Linked DNA regions of Mus musculus: region 1 is linked to region 2. A link is a contact called in public HiChIP or PLAC-seq data. All regions are on one chromosome and are shown on one strand. The core of a region is the stretch at or near the end of the contact, and the rest is flanking DNA. Distances in the headings are between cores, read along the strand shown. Region 1 has its middle 28 kb from the start of Lacc1. Region 2 overlaps Gm30365 (a long non-coding RNA gene).

Region 1 (3,381 bases), core at 159-2,658, 180 kb after region 2:
AGCTGATTGGCATACATAAGATAAAAATGCTCCCAAAATAAATTTAGCTTCTCATATCACCAATATAATCTTCCTAGCTGCTGTATCCTCTGTCCTAATGAATGAGATCACCACCCACTCATCCAGTGACCTTAGCCAGGAACCTGGTGGCCACCCAGCCATTTACCTCAATCAGACTTGATTCTTTGCTGACTTACAAGTGCTATTCTGCCCTTTCCTTACTTTGTTTTAGGTCTAAATATCCCCGCCACCCATCCAGGCTCTGTGGTCATTCCAATGTGGTTTCCATGCGGTAGATCTTACTCCCCTCTCATGAATCTCTATAAAACCATGGGGGCATCTTTCTGAAATGCAAGTCTATCTTTCTTATTATTCTTTCTAGACCTTACAACAATGCCCAAAAGATAAAGTCCTAACTTCTTTGCATGTCGTTCAGCCACCCCCATAATGTGGTCTCTTGCCCCTTTATTTTAATATCATTTCTAACCACTGCCCTATACACCTAAATAACAGTGTCGGGCTTTGAAAGATCACGCCATTTCCCCTCAACCCACCTCTATGATCATTTCAACTGTTTGAATTACCTTCAGACTCAACCTCAGGACCAATGTTTTCGTGACTTCCTCTGCAAGAAGCACATGAGTCCCTACTGTGCCTAGCCATTGCCTGTAACAGAGCAGAGCTCCATGTTGTGACAAGGCTTTTTCTACTAGGAGGGAAGAGATAGAGTCTGGTGTAAGAGTGGCTGTGTGTGTGTGTGTATGTATATATGTGTGTATATATGTGTGTATATATGTGTGTATATATAGTGCATATATATATATAGTACATATATATTTTGTGCATATATATATTTATTGTGTGTGTGTATATATGTGTGTGTGTATGTATGTATATATATATATATATATATATATATATATATATATATATATATATTGCATACAATACCTCCAACCCTGAACCATAAAAGTAACTCCTATTTGCAGAGCATGGGTGAGGTGAAAGAAGGGTCTCAAATAAAAAAAAAATTCACAAGCAGTGACTCAGACTTGGAAAGTTGCATTCAGTTTAAAGTTTTTTTTTTTTTTTTTTTTTTTCTTGGTACATCTGAATCAGAGGTTTTGCGAAAGGAGCAAAGAAGTAGGGGGCGGGGGGGGCGGGGGAGCCGGTCAGAACAGGCAGTATCTCTCAATAAATAAAAGATCAGATGTAACAAAAATAACTCAAAGACTTCTGCTTGGGAACCTGAAAGATCGCTGGTGTCTTGATAGGAAATTATAAAGCTCAATTGTACATTCAGACCTGTTCCTGTCATCTGAACTTGAAGCAGTGACTAAGAGGAAGAGCTGGCTAATTACCTGCAAGTCCTTTAGGAGTGTCCTTGCCAATCAGAGTGCTTCTGCCACCTGGTGGCAGTCTACCCAATGTTTTATTCAACTGCTAAGCATGGCTCCTTCTCATTCAACACAACGCTCCCCCACCCCCCACGCCCCATGACATCATGCAAACCAAGAGGGTCAAATCTCTGTGTTCAGTTTAAGGGCACCATGAGACACCTACATCCTCAATGATGTGCATTTTCTAAAATCAGCACCCAGTATCTACAAGGTATCATAAAAAAAAAAGTAATTTGTGTTATTTTGTCACTACAGTCATGAAACTAAGTAGTATTGGGGCTGGACCCAGGGCTGGCACCCCCCCCCCCAACTCCCAAAGTTCTGGACTTTTGTTATGCATACTTAGACATGAAGAAAATGAAGGGGTCCTTAAGATTTGCATGCAGATTCTCTGGTTATGAACACAGCCAGGTAAATAAAGCGCCCAAGTTGGGTCATGCTGGAGTAAACTGTGTGGGCCTCGGTGTCACTGAAACGATTCTCCACTGAAAAGGACACACCTGTTCTTAAATCTGAAGAGACACCATAAGAGATTTAAAAAATATTTCTAATCCAAGGCCCTGCTTTCAATAGACACTCAACGTTTTTAAAAATTGAATCATGGTGATGCATTAAAAAGTATCAGGTAATCCTAGTAAATAAAGTGATTTATAGCTCTGTAGTTCAAAAGGAATAAGGATGGGATTATATCAAAGATGCGTGGGAATCCGTCTACAGAAGCTCCAAATGGCTCTTTGGGGCCACAAAAATAAACCAATATGTCTATAACCCAACAATACCTACTCAAAAGACCATGTTCTATAAATGATGAGATAAATAGTAAACGTCCCAGATAGGGTTTCACACGATTTGTGCGGATTCCACACCCCTCGCTGAGATTGAGCACAACTCAGTGCATTGTACATTAAACCATGGAGGAAGAGTTGATGAAGCCAAATTGAGAGATACTCAACAAAATACCTGACTAACACAGCTCAATGCTGCGGTGATCACGCAACATCCTGGAATCATAAAACTGTTACAGCTAAGATCAACACAAGGAGTTCTGATTAGATGCAGTGGGGGATCCTAGATGGGGTCCCCAAAGAAAAGGCTGAAATATTAGGTCATCAAAAAAAAAGACATTAGGTGAAAAGAAATTTAATTTTACTGAAGTATGGATTTTATTTGATAATAGTGTATTAACACCAGTTCATTAATTTCAAGAAGTAAATCAAACTAATGTAAGATGTTCAGAGACACTAGGAGTGGGGTTAATATGACTCGTTCTATTATCTTTGCAATTTTCGGTAAAAGTGAAAGCTATTCTGAATAATGTTTTAAGAAAATGAGCCAGATCTCCCATTATAATCAGCAATAACCAGTGCCATGTGGTGAATCAAAGAAACACCAAAATATTATTAAATGACTCTTGGGAAATTAGATAGCAAACCATACAGGAGAAACAAGAAACATTCACTTGAGAAGTGAGAAAGATAAAACATGATTTAAGAGTAAATATTATTTTTATTAAGTAAAACATAGGAAAAATCCACAAACAACCAAAAGAGAAAAATATGCACTTTGATAATTCCATGTTTATAGTGTTTTGAGTTAAGCTGTTCTCAGACTATGGGTTGTAAGCCCTTTGGAAATTGTATATCAGATATCCTGCATATCAGATATTTATATTATGATTTATAGCAGTAGCAAAGTTACAGGTATGAAGTAGCAATGAAATAATTTTATGATGGGGAGGTCACCATAACATGGAGAACTGTATTAAAGGGTTGAAGCATGAGGAAGGTCGGGAAGCATTGTCTTAACTGAAGAGAAATTATATTCAGAACAAATTAATTGGTCTCATTCTGCTTTGGGGATAGAATTAATTTAAGTGCATGGACATTCAACATCTGCACGTATCCATGTATCATGCCTAGGGTAAGACAGAAAATATCAGAAAGTTGTGGTGCTAGACTAATGGCTTAGCTCCTGATATCAC
Region 2 (3,508 bases), core at 655-3,154:
AAATTGTAGGAGAAACAGTCAGACCTCCAAGTGGAAATATTTCTCACAGAAATAGGTAGATAGCAAACAGTATAATGGTAGCAAAGCCAATAAGTCTCTGGCTATACTAGAATTTATTAAAAGGCACAAGTACTAATTAAACACATGAAAAAATGTGACAAGTTTACTGTTTCTAAAAGAAAAGAAAACAGTTTTGTGACAATCAACATGATCTAGGCTTAGGGAGCCAGGAGAGACTTTCTTGAGAAAACGATGTGTGTTCATCTATAAAGGATGCATGACGTCACTTAGGAGAGAAGGGGATGTATGGACAAAGGACACTGGGTCACTGGGAGTCACAACACTGACACAGGTACCATGGTATGGAAGGACATATGATTGGAGAATTAGAAGGGAGCCCAAGGGACGGACATGCAGTGTTGGGAAAGTAGCCACAAAAGCTGAAGAACTGAGCATGTCTAGATTGTGTAAGCCATATTTGAGATCTTGGACTTTGTTCAGAAAGCAATGAAAAACCAGCAAAAAGTAACAAAGCAGGTTTATATTCCTGAATTTATGCTAGAGATTTTTCTCACTGTAGCATGGGGAATGTATTATAGAATGTCAGAGTCAGGCAGAGAGAAGACTAAACGACCATCAGGAGTGGATCTGAAATGCCTTCCAAAGGTCGTGCGCTGAAGACCTGTCATCCACCAGGCTGATGGGTGGTGGGACCTAGTTTGAGGCTGCTAGGTCATTGGAGTGTGCCCTTAAAGGTGACATCGGGAGGCTGTCTTCTCTTGCTTTCTGGCCACCATGTTATAAGTGCTTTCTTATGCTACATATTTTGTAAAGATCTACCGCCTTGCTACAGGCATAAAACAACCAGTCTACGAAACTGCGCGCTGACACAATGAGCCCCCAAAGAAGCCTTTCCTGCTTTCTCTGGAGTTTTATCACAGCAACAGAGAATGCATACAATAGCTGCAGTGGTTGGTCTTGATTGTCAGTTTGGTGGGATTTAGCATCACCATGGGAACAGTTGGGCATGTATCATGATTAGCCCGAGTGAGATCTGATGTTAAATGTGGAGATACTGTTTCTTGTCCTGCAGTCCCTGGTTGAAATAAAGAAGAAAGCGATCTGAGCACAGACATTCACTGCTCTTGTTTCCTGACTGTGGATACAATAGGAAGAGTCTCCCATTCCTTCTGCTGCCATGCCTCCAACAGGGTGATGGAAAAAGCACAAAATAAACCCTTCTAAAAGTTACTTTTTGTAGATACTTTGTCACAGCAGCAAGAGGAGTAACTAATACAATAGGCAGAAGTGCTTACTGGTGTTAAAGATGAAGCGCAATGTGGCAGTGTGGGACTGGATAAAGGTTACATATAAGATGTATTCAATGTATGAAGCTACACAGCAGATGTGAAATCTTTGGAACTTGGTGACGTCTACATGTGACTGAATGTAAGAGTCACCAAAGATTCCCCCCACTCCCTCCCGCACGCCCCAAGTTCCTTCTCTGTACATTGGGCTCTGAAACAGGAAACAGACCACGATTGGGAGGAAAACAAATGCTTCATTTGCAGGCACACCGAGCTACCTTGTTTTTTTTTTTTTTTTTTTTTTTTTTTTGTGAGAGATTAAATAGGACATCTTCTCTTCATAGCTTTTGGCTTGTTTCTTCTACCGCTTTTACCCTCTGCACTCTAGCATCTCAGAATTGCAACTGTCAGCACTGACTGTGGACGTTCATCATGTCATCACATCAAAATATTGATGCTTGCCTAAACCTAGTCCTCCCAGGGTGTAATACAAACAGGAGAGAAGATGGAAAAATGTGTTGACATCCCCAGGAGTGTTTGCAGGAAGCTGGACACTGATCCCAGCCAGAGTCCAAATGTGTCAGGAACTTTCCTGGCTCAGGTTTTCAGAGGCCATCTGAGGTGGCAGGATTACTTGTCTGGACCACGCTGTAAACGAATGGGCAGCCAAGTCCAGGAAAATTGCCTCCAAATGCACAGCTTATTTCAGAGACATGCTAATGAAGGAGCCTCCCTTCATTGAAAATTGAAGCTGCTAGGGATATGAATTGGGTGTCTCATGGAAAGAGAGGCCAATCCAGTCTTTAAAAGAAAACATTTCCTGTTAGGGCTTCAAGACCTGTGATGCCATCTACCTGCCCCAGGGTGGTTGGCAGGGGACTTAAAACACAGTGACAGTGACAGCCTGTGAAATGGCAATTCACACCCAGGGGGAAATAATAGTCACGGCTATTCCTCTATTTCTAGGGTTGCAGACCAATAATCTTGAGGCCTGCTATGCTTTCATAATTTAATGGAAGAAAACTGAGTTACAGGTGTTGAGGTCTGATTAGAAATTTGGCTACAGTGTAAGATTTAGATGAAGAATGTAAGGTTGTGTTAAATTCATATCCTTTGAGTTAAACCATTTTACACACTGCAACTCATGGTTACAAAAAGAGTAAACTAAGACTGTTTCTCAAATGCTTAGTGTGAGCCAGTCTCCAGATTCATCCGTTGAAGAGTGGGATAAAAGAGGAGCTGGAGTAGAATCCTGAGTGGCGTTGTTTGATCTGCTTGTTTGTTTTTAAGCGTACACTTTTACTTTGCCACAGGCATCTTCCTACATATGTGTTGTGATACTTTCTCTTTGTTCATCCCCCTTCCCCATTGCTCTCCCCTCCCCCATTTCTCTCCCTCATCACCCTCCCCATCATCCTCTCCACTGTGCTCTCAGTCCTCCCTGCCACTCGTGCTGGTCCTCTGTCCCTTCAAGTAGACCCCATTGTGCTTTTGTCTCACATATTCTCTCTCACCCTCTCTTCCCCCTCCCACCACTTTCTTAATTGCTCTTCCCTCTCTTTTATGGTCTGTAATGCTTGCATGCAGCCTTTGTCTGAGTATGGCTTATTTCACTTAATGCGGTGATCACCAGGCCCATCCATTTCCCTGCAAATGTCATGATTTCATTTTTCTTTCTGGCTGGGTACAATTCCACTGACTATGCACACCATGTTTTCTTTGACCATTCATTTGTTTATGACACAGTTAATATTAGTTCAGTTTTCTTGTCATGGGTCCGTTCAAGTTACTAGTGTATTTTCTTGGCTTAGTTTTGGTAGGTGGATGTGTCTAGGAATCTAGGATCCTTTAATGTTTTTAAAACATTCCTTAAAGATGCTCCAAATGTCATTAGAATCTGTTGCAACATTCCCTTTTCATCTCCCATTTTATGAAATTGGCTACAGGTTTTCCAGTCTTGTTGATTTCTTCTAAAGAAAAAAAAAAACCCTTTTGTTTGGCTGATGCTATACATTGCCTGTTTAGTTTCTATTTCAGTCATTTCTGCCCTTATCTTTTAAGATTAGCTTTATATCCATAGGTGTTTTACTTGCAACTCTGTTTATATACTACATGTGTGTCTGGTGACCATGGAGGCCACAAAAGGATGTTGGATCTCCTATAACTAGAGTTACAGTTGCTTGTGAGCTGTCATGGATGCT

What was found. HiChIP or PLAC-seq counts read pairs in DNA pulled down with a chosen protein or histone mark.
Region 1: a contact with region 2 is called in an H3K27ac HiChIP or PLAC-seq map of embryonic stem cells, with 7 read pairs. The contact joins two enhancer-like sites. A contact is called at or near these places in 1 of 39 promoter capture datasets (the 3T3-L1 cell line), 25 of 484 Hi-C or Micro-C datasets (3T3-L1-derived adipocytes, the AML12 cell line, LSK cells and 9 more), 8 of 115 datasets of contacts at active chromatin or transcription factors (the NIH/3T3 cell line, astrocytes, a beta-TC-6 cell line and 4 more) and 1 of 9 other capture datasets (embryonic stem cells).

Annotation. Positions count from the first base shown.
Region 1 is chr14:77,007,038-77,010,418 of GRCm38.p6, forward strand. No RefSeq gene overlaps it. Among named protein-coding and RNA genes, the nearest start is that of Lacc1, 28 kb to the right of the region's middle. Within about 2 kb of position 1,409, at least 11 of the 459 cell types and tissues checked have an H3K27ac peak or open chromatin away from gene starts, as enhancers often do.
Region 2 is chr14:76,827,172-76,830,679 of GRCm38.p6, forward strand. Gm30365 (a long non-coding RNA gene) reads right to left here. Exons shown (of 3, transcript XR_383623.4): 3 at 1-3,508. Among named protein-coding and RNA genes, the nearest start is that of Gm30365, 8.8 kb to the right of the region's middle. Within about 2 kb of position 1,905, at least 7 of the 459 cell types and tissues checked have an H3K27ac peak or open chromatin away from gene starts, as enhancers often do.